2 separate regions of the Sus scrofa genome follow, and region 2 is linked to region 1. The links are chromatin contacts, called in public HiChIP or PLAC-seq maps. All regions are on one chromosome and are shown on one strand. Each heading gives the region's core, a stretch centred on a gene start, on an enhancer-like site or on the middle of the called end of the contact. The rest is flanking DNA. Distances are from core to core; before and after follow the strand shown. Region 1 overlaps RBM47 (RNA-binding protein 47). Region 2 has its middle 58 kb from the start of NSUN7.

What was found. HiChIP or PLAC-seq counts read pairs in DNA pulled down with a chosen protein or histone mark.
Region 2: an H3K27ac HiChIP or PLAC-seq map of alveolar macrophages shows a contact between it and region 1. The contact joins two enhancer-like sites. A contact is called at or near these places in 1 of 47 Hi-C or Micro-C datasets (fetal skeletal muscle) and 1 of 2 datasets of contacts at active chromatin or transcription factors (alveolar macrophages).

What each region holds. Positions count from the first base shown.
Region 1 is chr8:31,587,691-31,591,285 of Sscrofa11.1, reverse strand. All of the region lies in intron 3 of RBM47 (RNA-binding protein 47), which reads left to right. Among named protein-coding and RNA genes, the nearest start is that of RBM47, 100 kb to the left of the region's middle. Within about 2 kb of position 1,620, at least 2 of the 83 cell types and tissues checked have an H3K27ac peak or open chromatin away from gene starts, as enhancers often do. A contact at or near this core is called in alveolar macrophages, where this site is marked.
Region 2 is chr8:31,750,290-31,753,884 of Sscrofa11.1, reverse strand. No RefSeq gene overlaps it. Among named protein-coding and RNA genes, the nearest start is that of NSUN7, 58 kb to the left of the region's middle. Within about 2 kb of position 1,579, at least 4 of the 83 cell types and tissues checked have an H3K27ac peak or open chromatin away from gene starts, as enhancers often do. A contact at or near this core is called in alveolar macrophages, where this site is marked.

The DNA of each region.
Region 1 (3,595 bases), core at 371-2,870:
CACGATGAGAGACAGGTGTATAGTTTTATATTTAGTTATCCATATTTCCGTCTCATATCCTTTTCTTCCCTGTGGCCTTTCATATGAAATCATCTACCCCAGTGTGTATGTGGTGTGTTTTGTGTTTTCCGTGATGAACACTGATTTTTTTGTATAATCAGAAGTATGGGCAAATGTTATTTCTAAAAACCTCTGATGAGTTCCCTTCGTGGCACAGTGGTTAGCGAATCCAACTAGGAACCATGGGTTTGTGGATTCGATCCCTGGCCTCGCTCAGTGGGTTAAGGATCCAGCATTGCTGTGAGCTGTGGTGTAGGCTGCAGATGCAGCTCGGATCCTGCATTGCTCTGGCTGTGGTGTAGGCCAGTGGCTACAGCTCCGGATTCGACCCCTCGCCTGGGAACCTCCATGTGCCTCAGGTGCAGCCCAAGAAATGGCAGAAAGCCAAAAAAATAAAAATCTCTGAAATTCAAAATCTCCTGCTGTCAGAGCCACAAGATAGTTCATATTGTCCAAGGTGAAGGGAGCAGAAACCAGTGGCCATTGGAAAGTTTTTGACCTTCCAACTATATACTGCTAGAAGACTTTTTTTTTTCTTTTCTCTTTTTTCTTTTTTATGGCCACACTGGTGGCATATGGAAGTTCCCTGGGCTAGGGATTGAATCCAAGGTGCAGCTGCGGCAATGCTGGATCCTTTAACCTACTGCACCAGGCTAGGAATCGAACTCGAACCTCCACAGTGACCTGAGCTGCTACTGATTTTTAACCCACTGTGCCACAGCGGGAACTCCAAGTAAGACTTTTAAACTCTTGAACCCTCTGAGTCTTTTCAGAATGTCCAGGACTGGGGTTCCTTGTGCCCAAAGCTCCTTCTCCACGACCCCCTCCCCCAAAGGCAATGCATGTTTTATGACTGACCCTTATCCATCGTCTGGAGACCTTTTCCTTCCAATTCCGATCACCTGCTGCTGGCTGTCAGCAGCCACCAAACCCCTCTCCAGACCTCACCTCTGGCAGTGTGTCCCCTCCTTCTGCCATGAGACCACCTTGTGGGGAGGGTTCCCTGGCCCAGGGAAACCCTGTGCATCATACTTCTGTTACATTTGTTCTTCCCTCTCAACTTTAGGTCCTGATGGCAGGTCTATGTAGTTCTAGTTTCCGAGGCAAAGAGTGAAAGAAGAGGGGAGTCATGAAGTGAGCCCTGTTTGGGCTCAACCAACTCAAACTGTTTTCAAGTTCTATGTCATTGAACAGTGACTGGTTCACACGCAGTCATTAACCTCTCCGCCTCTTTCCTCCCTACCCCCACCCACACGGAGAGATGGGAAAAGCAGCATCTTAGCCTGGGAGTGCATTTCTCAACAACACTTGGGGAGTCCTGTCCATTTCCTTATTCATGCTTGACTTCCCTTCAGTTCAGACCGGCCCGACACATCGAGTGAAGTCCTATGTGCTTTTCTAAACAGAATAACAAGGACAAATCCAACAAATATCTTGCAGGAAATACATCAACATGATTATAATACAGCAGGTGATTTGTCCAAGGCAGCAGACCCATCCAGGAAGCCAGGCAGGCAAACCCACTTCAAACTTATATCAACAGCAGTTAAAATGGCCCAAGTTTGACCCTTGGGTATACTCCTTCTGGTGAGCTGACAGGCCAGAATCAGGGAGTTTTGCTGCAGACTGTGTTCATGCTTAAGACTGCCTGGCTGGATACCTGAACCGGGGGAAGCAGAGGAAGATGGGGGAAAGTGTGTGTGTCTGTGTGTTCTGTGCACGAGTACGTGTGCGCCTGCACGCGCGGTGGGCTTGTAGTGCAGTGTGCATGTCATTGGTGGAGGGGTTTTGTGAGTACTTAATATTGGTGTCAGGAAGGGAATTCTGCCTCTGGAAGAGAAGAACCAAAAGACTAAAATCACATCATTTGAGCTACAGAGCTTCCTTTGACTCTCATCTGAGCCTTTATGAAATCTTGAAAAAGATGACCCCCAATTTTTATAGTGTATTAAATGATATTGGAGCCTGCTCCTCCCCACTCAAATGGAAAGGGCATTGATGAGGTTAGCTCCTTTCCCTTTTCCAAACCAGATAAAAGATTTCTAAGACTTACTGATCTGCCCCAAATCTCTTCCTCTTCTGTCTGGGGCTCCCCTATGAATCCAGACCTGTGTGTCCAGTACAGCAGTAGCTAATAGCCATGTGCAGTGCCAACTATTGACGTTTAATTACAAATAAATAACTTAGTTCCTCATCTGTACTAATGCATTTCAAATGCTTAACAGCCCTTGCTTGGTGGCCACTGTATTGGACAGTGCAAATATAGAGCATTTTCCTCATCACAGTAAACTCTGCTGGAGGCTTTGCTCAAGGTAACTTGTCCAGAGCAGTGTGAAGACGCACAGGCCATGCGTCTCTCTACCCCCTGAGGTTAGAACTGTAAGCAGCAGAACCCCTAGATCTGTTTTGTAGGCCACCCTTCTTTCTGCTTTCCACATCTTCTTGACACATGCAACTTTCACTATCATTTTATCTCCATGTTACACGAGATATGGCCTCAAGTTGCAGTGACCAAGTTCAAGTTTGGATTATGCTTGAATTAAGACCAGGAGTATTTCTCTGTGTTAGTTTACTCTTCCTCAGAAATGAAACCATCATCTGATCTTCTGTGCATGTTTGGACTCCACATTGAACCTTCAGTCACTTGGGGGAGTTCCCATTGTGGCTCAGCAGTAACAAACCTGATTAGCATCCATGAAGATGCAGATTTGATCCCTGGCCCCACTCAGTAGTTTAATGATCCAACATTGCCATGAGCCGCGGTGTAGGTCTCAGTCTTCATTTGGATCCTACATTGCTGTGGCTGTGGTGTAGGCCAGCAGCTGTAGCTCTGATCCAGCCCCTAGCCTGGGAACTTAGCCTGGGAACTTCCATATGCTGCACCTGCAGCCCTAAAAAGACAGAAAACAAAAAAACAAAAAAACAAACCCAAAACAAAAAAACCTTCAGACACTTGGGATCTGATTTTTTTGTTTTGTTTTTTGTTTTTTGTTTTTTTTGGCTTTTTGCCATTTTCTAGGGCCGCTCTTGCGGCATATGGAGGTTCCCAGGCTAGGGGTCCAATTGGAGCTGTAGCCACCAGCCTACACCAGAGCCACAGCAACGTCGGATCTGAGCCTCGTCTGCAGCCTACACCACAGCTCACGGCAATGCCAGATCCTTAACCCACTGAGCAAGGCCAGGGATCGAACCGCCACCTCTTGATTCCTAGTGGGATTCGTTAATCACCGAGCCTTGACGGGAACTCCATGGCATCTGTTGTTTTATTGCTGTTGGTTTACTTTTTTTTTGGCTGCACCCATAGCCTGTGTAAGTTCCCAGGCCAGGAGTTGAACCTGTGCCATAGCAGTGATCTGAGCCACTGCAGTGACAATGCCAATCCTTAATTCACTGCACAGCAAGGGAACTCCTATATTACTGTTATTTTTTGACACTGCGAAGTTTGATGAAGAACATAATTGTTCCAGAGGCCAGTTTAAATATTCACCTTGCAGACATTTCTTCAAAAACTTAGAACTTGAAATTCATAAACAAT
Region 2 (3,595 bases), core at 330-2,829, 160 kb before region 1:
TCTCCCCAACCTCTCAGGGATGCTGTGAGGATCAAGAGACAACAGTGCATATTTGGTGAACTGTACAATACTCTTTATACACAGAGATTTTTATGAGCATCCACATAATGGTGGCATTGCTCAAATGCCTGACAAAGTGAAAGAGTGATCTCTCTTCATCCAGTAATGAAAGTTCAACAGAGGTGAGGAAAGGAATTCTGATGCATTTTTGGACTTTGCATTTCCATGGAAACCATCAGCACCCTACCTATTGCCTGTAGAGAGATACTCAATTACAGATGTGTTTTATGGCATAGACAAATTGACTACCTCTAGTTAGTTGATCTCTTTTAACTGAAAAAAGATGGATTCACATAGTCATGCTGACTATTTGAAATTATGGCTCTCAAAAGTATGTACTTTTTTAAATAAATAGTTGTTTTGACTGTGTTGTGTGCGTGTGTGTGCATCCAGAAATGCTTTAAAAATACACTCCACATAATTTTAACCTAAGCAAATAGTTTAAGATCGCAAAGCAAAGTACAATATTACGAAAGAAAATATCATCTTTGTTGAAAAGCTAAAAGAGGCTCTTAACATAGTGTTCATCTGTCATTTGCAAACATGAGGTTACTGTGTAAATCTAGAGAAGTGGTGAGACTGTTCCTGTGTTTCTAGGAGAAAGAATTGGTGACCATTGGTGAAATTCCAAATAAAAGCCCTACAGCAAGTAGAATTCAGTGATCTCTGTCTCTTCCCCCACACTGGAAAGACTTGAGACTTATCTAAGAGAAGCATCTAAAACTGCCTTGGGTGGTTGATTCTGAGAATTAGGCCAGCCTCCTACACTGCATTACCCTAACATGATGTCCCAATGTTCAGTCTCCAAAGGGTCATCATCCAGTGTGGGACTGAGCCACTGCCCTGGCGTCTTTTTAAACATGCCTTTCATGACGCAGCAGTTCCTCTTCAGGAAGAGGATGGGGGAGAGGGTGGAATCCTGCCTGCAATGGAGACCTTGATTACAGCTATGCCTTGGTCACAGGAAGATAAAACTAAACTGCTGAAATAAGGGCTTGAGTTTATCTGTGACTCTCAAGCAACTGTGATAGTCCCGCCTGCATGGCATGGAACTCTAATGTGGCACAGCTCACTGAAACCCTCACATTTGTAAGGATTTCTTTCTTTTTACAGCTGCACCTGCAGCATATGGAAGTTCCCAGGCTAGGGGTCAAATCAGAGCTGCAGCTGCCAGCCTATGCCACAGCCACAGCAACGCCAGCCAGATCCTTAACACCAGCCAGATCCTTAACCCACAGCAAGGCCAGGGATTGAACCCACATCCTCACAGATACTATATTGACTACTTAACCCGCTGAGCCACAACAGGAACTCCCATTGTTTGTAAGGTTTTCTGAGCAATCCGATGTAACTGTGGGTTTCTCCCAATTTGCTGATGACTGTTTGCTGTAGCTGGGAGGGGACTGGTGTGTATGTGGTGGTTCTGCCTGTGTCACTTGAGGTCATTGTTCTGTCCTCTCTGGAACTGAAAATCCCACTCTTCAAACCTGCCCCTCAATTCCTGGTTGTTCATTTTTTTGGCAGCCTACGGATCCTATTGTCCTTCCATGTGTGTCTTAATCATGAGACACATGAAGCTTGTGAAATGGAATATCCACATTATATAATTTGCAATAATCAGCTCTGGGCAGATTTCTACAAAATGTATGTCCGTAACTTCCTTCAATATCCCGAGACATTTTACAAAGAATCATTGTCAGTGTTCCAGAGAGAAAGAAAAATGAGATAGTTATCTATACTATTTCTCCATTCTAGTATTGCATGTGCCTGGAAGCCAACCAGATTTCCAACAGGGTTTAAAATGTCAGCCAGAATGTACTGAATATGTACTAGAGGCTAAAGTTAAATTTCCTTTGGTTTACCTGGTCAAGCTGGGCTTGGGGTGAGTTGAAGGGAAAGGAAGGGGTCACGGGTCTAATAATATAACTCATTGTCCTCTCATATATCTTTTATTACTTTCTCCTTCAATCTGTGCCCTTCTGTGCTTTTTATTATATTCTGAGAGTTAGGCAATATTCAAATCTACCTAGTGACATCTTGTTTGAATATGTTGTAAGAAAAATTACCGTGAAAAAGAAAATTAGTCATCAAATCGCACACATTTCTCTATACCATGAAAACATATAAGTGAAGCAATTCAAACAATTTCTCTATATGCTCCCTAAATTGAACAAAGATGTGGAGTTCCCCAATGAGAATGAATTTGCTTATATCAGTCCCAGAGAGCATGACTTTGTTTGAAATTCAAACGGACAAGGATGTTTTCTGTTTGGTGAAAACCAATTTCTACTCTTAAGCTGCAAACAAAGCTGCTAAGTTCCCATGTCCTGGACCCATTTGAGTGTTCCTGGAAACACTCCAGATTCAACCCAGCATGGCAAGAAGCACGGGCTGCTGGGACATTTCTTGGGCCACATCTATGGCTGAAAGAGCTCTTCAGAGCTTTCTGCACCTGTCTCCCTGCTGATGTTGGCAGAAACAGAGCCATTACTGCTGAGGTACTAAACTTAAAAAAAAAAAAAAAAAAAAAAAAAAAAAAAAGGCTTTTGGCAATATCCAGGCTCTTCTGCCATGCTCCTTCTCTTTCTTTCCTTCCTTTTTTTTTTTTTTTTTTTTTTTTTTTTTTTTTTTTTTTTTTTTTAAGGGCTGCACCTGAAGCATATGAACGTTCCCAGGCTACACCACAGCCACAGCAATGCTGGATCCAAGCTGCATCTGCGACCTACACCACAGCTCACGGCTAGGCTAGGCCGGATTCTTAACCCACTAAGTGAAGCCAGGAATCGAACCTGCATCCTCAATGGATGCTAGTCAGATTAGTTTCTGCTGAGCCACGATAGGAACTCCCTCCTTCTTTATCTTAATGTTCAAGAGCTGCTAGTGGTCACTAGCTCAGCTCCCCTCCCTCTGCATCGTCTCCAGGATTGAAATCCTGCCATCAAGGAGTTCGTTTCCTCGGCTCGGAGTAAAGAATCACCATGATTCTGTGCTTTCTACTTCTGAGGAATTTCAGCTACCTTCTTATATACATGGCTTAATTATAGGGGCGAAGTTTATGTGATTGAGGTGCCATGACTTCACCTCATACTTTAAACATAGACAATTAGAGTTTATTGCTTGATTCATGTGAGTAAAGCTATGTAAGTTTCATGATTATAGACATGTGGACCTGGGTGGGGTACTCAGGTTAAGTCTCCTGCCTCGAACCAGAAACGGACATTAACTATCTTTCAAAAATGGTTTGTGGAGTTCCCGTCGTGGTGCAGTGGTTAACGAATCCGACTAGGAACCATGAGGTTGCGGGTTCGGTCCCTGCCCTTGCTCAGTGGGTTAAGGATCCGGTGTTGCCGTGAGCTGTGGTGCAGGTTGCAGACGCGGCTCGGATCCCGCGTTGCTGTGGCTCTGGCGTTGGCCGGTGGCTACAGCTCCGATTCGACCCCTAGCCTGGGAACCTCCATATGCCGCGGGAGCAGCCCAAAGAAATAGCAAAAAGACAAAAACAAAAACAAAAACAAAAATGGTTTGTCTATCCCAA